Regions from separate parts of the Ovis aries genome. Here region 2 is linked to region 1. A link is a contact called in public Hi-C data. All regions are on one chromosome and are shown on one strand. The core of a region is the stretch at or near the end of the contact, and the rest is flanking DNA. Distances in the headings are between cores, read along the strand shown.

Evidence for each region. Hi-C and Micro-C count contacts between places; a contact is called where the count stands out from the background.
Region 2: a Hi-C map of mixed tissues shows a contact between it and region 1, with 2.1 times the contacts expected there. The contact joins the promoter of PNPLA6 here to the enhancer-like site in region 1. A contact is called at or near these places in 4 of 16 Hi-C or Micro-C datasets (liver, mixed tissues, muscle and 1 more).

The regions. Positions count from the first base shown.
Region 1 is chr5:14,081,371-14,085,048 of ARS-UI_Ramb_v3.0, forward strand. PEX11G (peroxisomal biogenesis factor 11 gamma) reads right to left here. Exons shown (of 5, transcript XM_027969709.3): 4 at 2,274-2,336; 5 at 1,154-1,735. The coding sequence ends at 1,504. Among named protein-coding and RNA genes, the nearest start is that of PEX11G, 9.3 kb to the right of the region's middle. Within about 2 kb of position 1,826, at least 8 of the 54 cell types and tissues checked have an H3K27ac peak or open chromatin away from gene starts, as enhancers often do. A contact at or near this core is called in liver, where this site is marked.
Region 2 is chr5:14,131,144-14,134,535 of ARS-UI_Ramb_v3.0, forward strand. It overlaps PNPLA6 (patatin like phospholipase domain containing 6), which reads left to right and starts at 1,389. Exons shown (of 32, transcript XM_060415509.1): 1 at 1,389-1,437; 2 at 2,567-3,052; 3 at 3,226-3,308. The coding sequence starts at 2,824. MCOLN1 (mucolipin TRP cation channel 1) reads left to right here. Exons shown (of 13, transcript XM_042249993.2): 12 at 765-895; 13 at 998-1,224. The coding sequence ends at 1,034.

The DNA of each region.
Region 1 (3,678 bases), core at 576-3,075:
TGCTCCCCCACATCCCACGAAAAAGCTGTTGATGCCCCTGGGCTTGGTCCCCTGGAATCATCATCTTGCTTCACCCCAACCTATAACTGAGCTGCCAGCCCAGGGAAGGGCACCAGGCAGGGGACACAGCCACATGACTGGCAGTGCCAGCAGCTGTATCCCAGCCCTGCCACCCAGGCCCTCGGGGATGCCAGCCCCTGGGGTACCTGTGACCTGCCGTATCACACATGCAGGTGTTCGCGTGGTTCCCTGGCAAGCACGCTGCCTTGCAGGTGTTAACTCAGAGTCTTCAGACAGGCAGGTGCCACTCTGACCCCCACCCTAATCTCACAGGTCCCCTGGGTGCCTGGAAGGCAGAGGGAAGGGGGAGGGTGACCTGGCCCAGCCTCCTAACCCAGAGGGAGCCCCCCAGATGGACGGGGCAGGGGCTCAGCTGGAGGCCAGGTGGGGTCCTTGTGTCCTGTGAGATCCTGAGCAGCCCCACACCCCAGCTGTTGCCCACCACGTACCTTCTTTGTAAAAGAACAAAACATGGTTGAAACCACAGGCTTCAGGGCCTGTAAACAGGACCCTTCATTGGCTCTTCCAGGGGCCAGTGAGTGAGGGGCAGGCACAGGCCGCCCACCACCTGCCAGTATCACCTGAGGCCACACATGCACATGGCCTCTCAAACCCCAGACTGGAAACAAACTGATCCCTTCTTGCCCGCTGCGCTTTCACAAGCTGGGAGCCTCAGGCATCTCCAGTGATGATGCTCAGAGCCCTCGAAATGCCCTGAATGGACCACGGCAGCCCTGAGTCCACGCCGTGGCTATGAGATGCTTCGGCCACAACAGGCACCCCGTGATGCCTGGGAGCTTGAGACCCAGGCAGGACCTGGCAGAGGAGGCAGCATCCACAGCCAGCCAAGGGTGCCCAAGCCCGCGGGTTGGGAAGGAGGGACCGCTCTCTGTGGCTAAGCCTCGGGGTCAACAGGCTGCGTTTGCAGCATCGGAGGGAAAGGTGATGGGAGGTGGTGCTTCCCACTGCAGCTCCAGCCCACAGGCTGAACCCTAAATAAGACCCGGGGGTGCCCCCGACCGCTGGAGAGAGAGGGCGTGAGAATAAGCAGACAGAGACACAGGGCTTAGGAATCAGCTCACATCTGACCTGCTACCATCACCACCTCATTTAATTGGTCCTCACTTCACATTCCTCAGGCCCAACCTGGCTGCCCTGCTCTCCTTTATTGCACACAGGACTCTGGCCTGCCAGGGGCCAGTTCCTCTGCAAGTGAGTCTTCGGGGTCTTCCTGTTCCACCCCTACTGAGGCGGCACCTGGGGGACCTCAGCCCCCCAAGCCCACCCCTCTGGGGGCTGGTACCCCAGACTGCTCTGGTGTGTCCTCTAGCCACACCTTCCTCCCGGCACCTGGCCGTGATCTGCTGGATTAGAGACCCGCCCCTCCCGGGCAATCACGCTCCACAGGAAGGGCCCCTGTTGGGGTTCTGGCGCCCCTGTCCGTCAGGGGGTGGCATTGGCCTGGCCACCCGCCTGGACTGCCTGGTACACGCTGAGGAGCGACGAGAGGGTGCCCAGGAGGCCCACCAGCCACTGGGGGAAGCGGCCGGCCCACAGGACACCCGGGGGCAGCCAGTGCACTGCGTTGGCCAGGTCCGCCAGGTTGCTCAGGAGGGTCAGTACCTCCGAGCAGATCTGGGTCTCCACGGTCCTCCGCTTGCCCCGGGTCAGCCGGCTGTGGGAACAAAGGGCAAGGAGTGCTGGGGAGGGCGGAGGACCGGCAGGCTGCGACCATCACATCCACCAGAGGGAGCCCACAGTGGGAACCAGAGTCTCAGGTCCACGCGCGAGGGGAGGGGGAAAGAGGAGGGGTGAGCAGCTTCCGGGCCTGTGCTGGGCACCTGCTTTACCCTGCATTCTTTCCCAGGATGAGACAGTGACTGACCTTTGTCCTCAGGACACTGACTCCACCTTGGATCATCCTCCCAGACCCGGGCCCAGCCGTGAAGGCTCAGCCCTGGAGTCCCCAGCTCTGCCACTTCCTGCCTAGGGTCCCCCAGCTAGCCTCAGTTTCCCCATCTGTAAAAGAGCTCCCATCCCCCGGGGGGCCGCAGCAATGCCCCAGTACCTAGCACACATCAGCCCCCCACCCCCACCCAGCAGAGCCTGCACGCATGGAGCAGGGCAGTGACAGCACTTCCTTGACTGGGCAGACCCGCCGGGGACCCTGGCTTGCCGGAAGAAGTCTTCTAGAGGAACCGTGGACGACATACCTGGTGAAGGCTTCCGGGGGTTTCCTCAGCCTGTGTCTCAGCTTCAGGACCATCCACAGAGACCTGCAACACCACACAGGATGGGGTGGGAGCAGCTGGGTAGGGGGTCACCAGGTAAATGGGGTCTGGATGGGTGCAAAGCCTGTCCACTCCCTCCCTACACAGACACACCCTGGACACTGGCTGGGCCTGTCTGAAGGCAGTCTAGACAACCTTCTGGGTCCCCAGGGCTGGATCTGCAGGCTGGGGAAGCAGCCACCCGATGGGCATCCTCCAGTGCTCCCTCCAGCCTTTGCTCCCTGCAGCCTGGGCAGGTGACTCTCCAGCACCCTGGGGCCTTAGGAGCCCCTGGTCATGATGTTGCTCAGTTGTGTCCAGCTCTTTGTGACCCCATGGACTGCAGCACACCAGGCTTTTCTGTCCTTCAACAGCTCCTGGAGTTTGCTCAAACCTGTGTCCATTGAGTCATGATGAGCACACCCCAAAAGCTCCCCAGCCCCCATACCCTTGCTCACACCAAATACAGAGACACATGGGAAAACTAGCTGCTCTAAAATGAATGGAGGACTTCCCTGCCTGCCAGTGCTTGGGACTCGGGTTCAATCCCTGTTCCGGGAAGATTCCACATGCTGAGGGGCAGCCCAGCCCGTGAGCCAACTACTGAGCCCATGCGCTGAAACTACTGAAGCCTTTATAGCACCTAAAGCTCTTTCTCCACAAGAGAAGCCGCTGCAGTGAGAGGCCGACCACTGCAGCTAGAGTAGCCCCCACACAGCAACGAAGACCCAGTGCAGCCATAAATAAGGGAAATTTTACATAGATAAACAGCACCCAAAAAGGTATTTAATACAAAATAACATGAATGGAACAGGCAGAGCATATTCACCCTAAAAATAGGATTTTTAGGGCAGCGGAAATACTTCAGTGGTGGATACACGTTATCATATGTTTGTGCAAACTCAAAGTGCAACACAGAGCGTGACCCCTGATGTAAACCACGGACATGGGGTGTGTATGCCATGGTAGCGTTGGTTCATCGACTGACACATCGGGCCGTGGTGCCATGTGGATGGTGGGGAAGTCTGTGTGTGTGTGGTGGGTACCTGCAAAAACTCTGCTTCCAGTTCAGTTTTGCTGTGAACCTAAAACTGCTCTAAAAAATAGTCTATTTAAAAGAAAAAAAAAAATTAAGGGAACCAAAGCAGCCCTGAAAGCAGAAACGGGAAGTCTCTTGGGGCCGCAGGTCACAGGGCGGCCTCAGAAGAGGCTGTGGCCTCAGAGCACCCGGAGCCCACGGGGTGGGGGCGGTGCTGATGGAAAGACAGGGCCAGCTCCATAACAGCCGCCGAGGCTGTGAGGGGAGCCGACGTCGAAACGGAGCCGTGTCCCTGGACCAGGAGAGCAG
Region 2 (3,392 bases), core at 139-2,638, 49 kb after region 1:
ATTTCTAAAATGTGCTGTCTGGTCTCTGGCCACACATGTGACTAGTTACACTTTGATTTTCATGAAAATGAAACAATTCTAAATTCACTTCCTCACTCACAACGGGGCATAGAGCAAGCACCCAAATGCCAGTGCCGTTAGTAGCTACCAGATTTAGACGGCATAGATATCAAACCTTTCCATCATCTCAGAACATTCTGGATTGATGAGACAAGAGCCCAGGAGAAAGCGCACCAGGGAGAAGGAACTGCCAGAAAGGATTTGGAGAAGAGAGTGGTCTCATGAGGTTGGGAAGGGTGAAAAAAAGGCTGAAAGCCAGAACATCTCTGCAACTGGGAATGCAGAAGACTGCACCGGCCTGTGCCTGGACATACAGCCAGGCAACAGACATACTTCTGTCACTCAGACCCAAGGACCCCTCATAGGTCTTCCTCTAGCACTTAAAGATCACACATGTGTATCAGCTTTGGGGGTACAAACCCAGACCTTGCTTCCGCTGTGTGCACCCAAGTCAGTAGGTGGTTGCCAAGCACCCAGATTGGGTCCAGCATGGCTCTAGGTGGTGGACCCACAGGCGGAGAGGGCACATTCAGTGGTCAGGGAATATCTCCAGGTGAACCAGCAGGTAGAGGGCACAGCATGTACAAAGCCCCAGAGGAGAGAGCCTGGTTGGTCCACCAGGATCAGGGAGGAGATTCAGATGGTTGGAGAGGAGGGGGAGGGCAGGGGTGTCTTTCATGCGGGTCCCGGGTCTCTCTCCCCAGCACCCAGGCGGATCGGGCGCAGAAGTGAGCGAGCTCCAGGCCTACATCGCGCAGTGCCAGGACAGCCCCACCTCCGGCAAATTCCGCCGCGGGAGCGGCTCCGCCTGCAGCCTCCTTTGCTGCTGTGGCAGGTTCGAGGCTGGTTTGGCTCGGGTTTGGGATTGGCTGGTGGAAGGGAAGCGAACGGAGGGAAGCGATGCTTTCCACCTCCGCTAACACTTCCCCTCCTTCAGGGACGCTTCGGAGGAGGATTCGCTGCTGGTGAATTGACTCGGACCCGGACTGCTACTGGACATTAGCCCCCTCACCACCACCCCCCCCGGAGTGCGGAGACCCAAGCTTATTTATTTTACCCTTTGCTTTTAAGGCCGGCTGCCAGTCGCGCCCCGTGAGGGCCTGGGCCAGTCGGGTCGGACGTTGGACAAGGATAGGGTGGGTGTTAAATAAACGGGAAAATAAACTGGTTCTCATTTGTGGTGGGAGGGGCATCCCCTGCGCCAACTGGTCGTGGGTCCCTTTAAAGCGTCGCCGTACTCCGCGCGACCTTCCAAGCATGGCGGGGGGCGGGGCTGCTGCGCGCCCTGCGATGAATAATTTAAAGGGGCCGCGTTTGCGTCGCTGGGCGGAACGCTAACGGAGTTGGCGAAGGGTGGACCCCAGCTGCGGCTCCTGGGTGAGTCCGGGTTTCCTTGGCACCTGCAGGGACATCCTCTCGCGGGTTGTTAGCGAGCCCTCGGCTTTCCTAAGATCTGTCTTCTGTCTATTCCCGGAAGCTCTAGACTTCCCGACTCTTACCCCGGTCCCCCAGCTCCCGGCAGGTGTTTTCGCACCGGTAGCCAGGTGCATCCTCGGGTGGGAGGAGACCAATCCCCTGTGAATTTTCCAGGTACGGTCTCAAGGGCCCAGTGACTCCCCCAGATTTCCATTAATACTCTGAGGTTGCCAAAACTGTCTCAGCTTCCCAGGAAAGTCACTGATATTCCAGCATTCTTCATTATCAAGCTCCAACGACTCCAGGGATGTGCCCAACCAGTTCCGATTTTCCCAGTAATAGTCTTATATGCCTCGCAATCTCTCGATAACTTTCTATTGACCCCTGGTAACTCCAGGGTCCCTGGTTACGTCTCCCAGCAATGGTCCCAGCCTCGTTCCCCGAGTCCCAGGGATGCTCCGCACCATCAGAAAACCCCTAAATTTTACTATTACGTGACAGTAAATCTCCAGCATCAACCAGTAACACTTTGCGAGCCCACCCCACTCCGAGCATCCCAGGATGCTACTGACACCTCGGCATTGCATCACGACTCCTTGTGAAGGCGCTCCTGGCAGCATTCCGGTGGGAGCCAGGCATCTCCCCAGCCCCATAACTCGGGCCCGGTTTCCCTGGGGTGCGGTATCTAGTGTTCGCAGAAGGTGCAGGGGTGCGGCCTAGGGATCAGATCAGGATTAATCCTGCAGAGGGGGCCACCTGCTGGAGAAAACCGTGTCCCTTGGGGAACCTGTTCTCTAGCTGCTGATAGTAGGTGTCCGACCGGCTGCCCTTTAGCCCCAGGGTGGGGCTGGACGAGTGGGGCGTCAGGCCGGCCTGATGAGTAAGGAAGGAGACCCTGGTGGGGACCCAGGGACCTACCTCACTCCCTAGCTCGGGCCCCGAACTCAATTTGCCCCACCCTCCAGGCGTCCCCAAGCCGGCAGAGAAACCTCCCGGCAGTAAGGGTAAGAAGAGGGCAGGGCTTGCTGCAGGGGAGGGGCGGACCCAGAGTGACGACTTGCCCGGGGTGTTCCGGCTTCTCATTCCCCAGGAGTGCCAGCCGTGCAGCCCTGCCTGAAGAAACGGATGGACGCTCCGCTGCAAACCGGAATGGTAAGGGTTGGAAGGTGTGAGCCGCCGCGGGGACTACGATTCCCGACGTGCTTAGCGCGCATCATCGCGGTCCCGCGATAACTAGGCTGCGTCTGTTCAGGCTGAACTACGTTTCCCGGCGTGCACTGCGTGCCGCCGACCCTCCAGAAAGAGTTGACTCCCCCGGGGAGGGAGCCGCGCTGGCCCATTTTGCAGATGGGGACGTCGAGGGCCGAGCCGACTGTGATCTCCGGGGCGGACCTGGCTCCGTTGGATGGAGTCCCAGGCGTCCCGGCCCCCGGGGAAGGCTTGGCGGGGCCGGTATGCGATGCGCAGCCCGTGCCGTTCGTCCCGCAGGTGCTGGGCATGATGATCGGGGCTGGAGTCGCGGTTCTGGTCACGGCCGTGCTTATCCTGCTGCTGGTGCGGAGGCTTCGAGTGCCGAGTGAGGACCTGGAGGGCCTTTGGGGGCTGCCGAGGGATGGGAAGATGAAATGTCTGGGCCCCTGAGTCAGTAGAGATGGGATGTGCTGGAGCCCGCACGCAGCGTCCCCATCTCTCGCCGTGCGGAGTATGCGTATAGCTCAGAATGCGCCTCTCCGCACTTACTATCCCCAGAAACCCCAGCCCCGGACGGCCCCCGTTACCGATTCCGGAAGAGAGACAAAGTGCTTTTCTATGGCCGGAAGATTATGCGGAAGGTAAGTCTGGGACCCTCTGGGGCGGCCTTTTGGCCACACAGAGGCCCTGTCCTTTCCCTAGTTATACTTCTTAGTAAGCCCGCC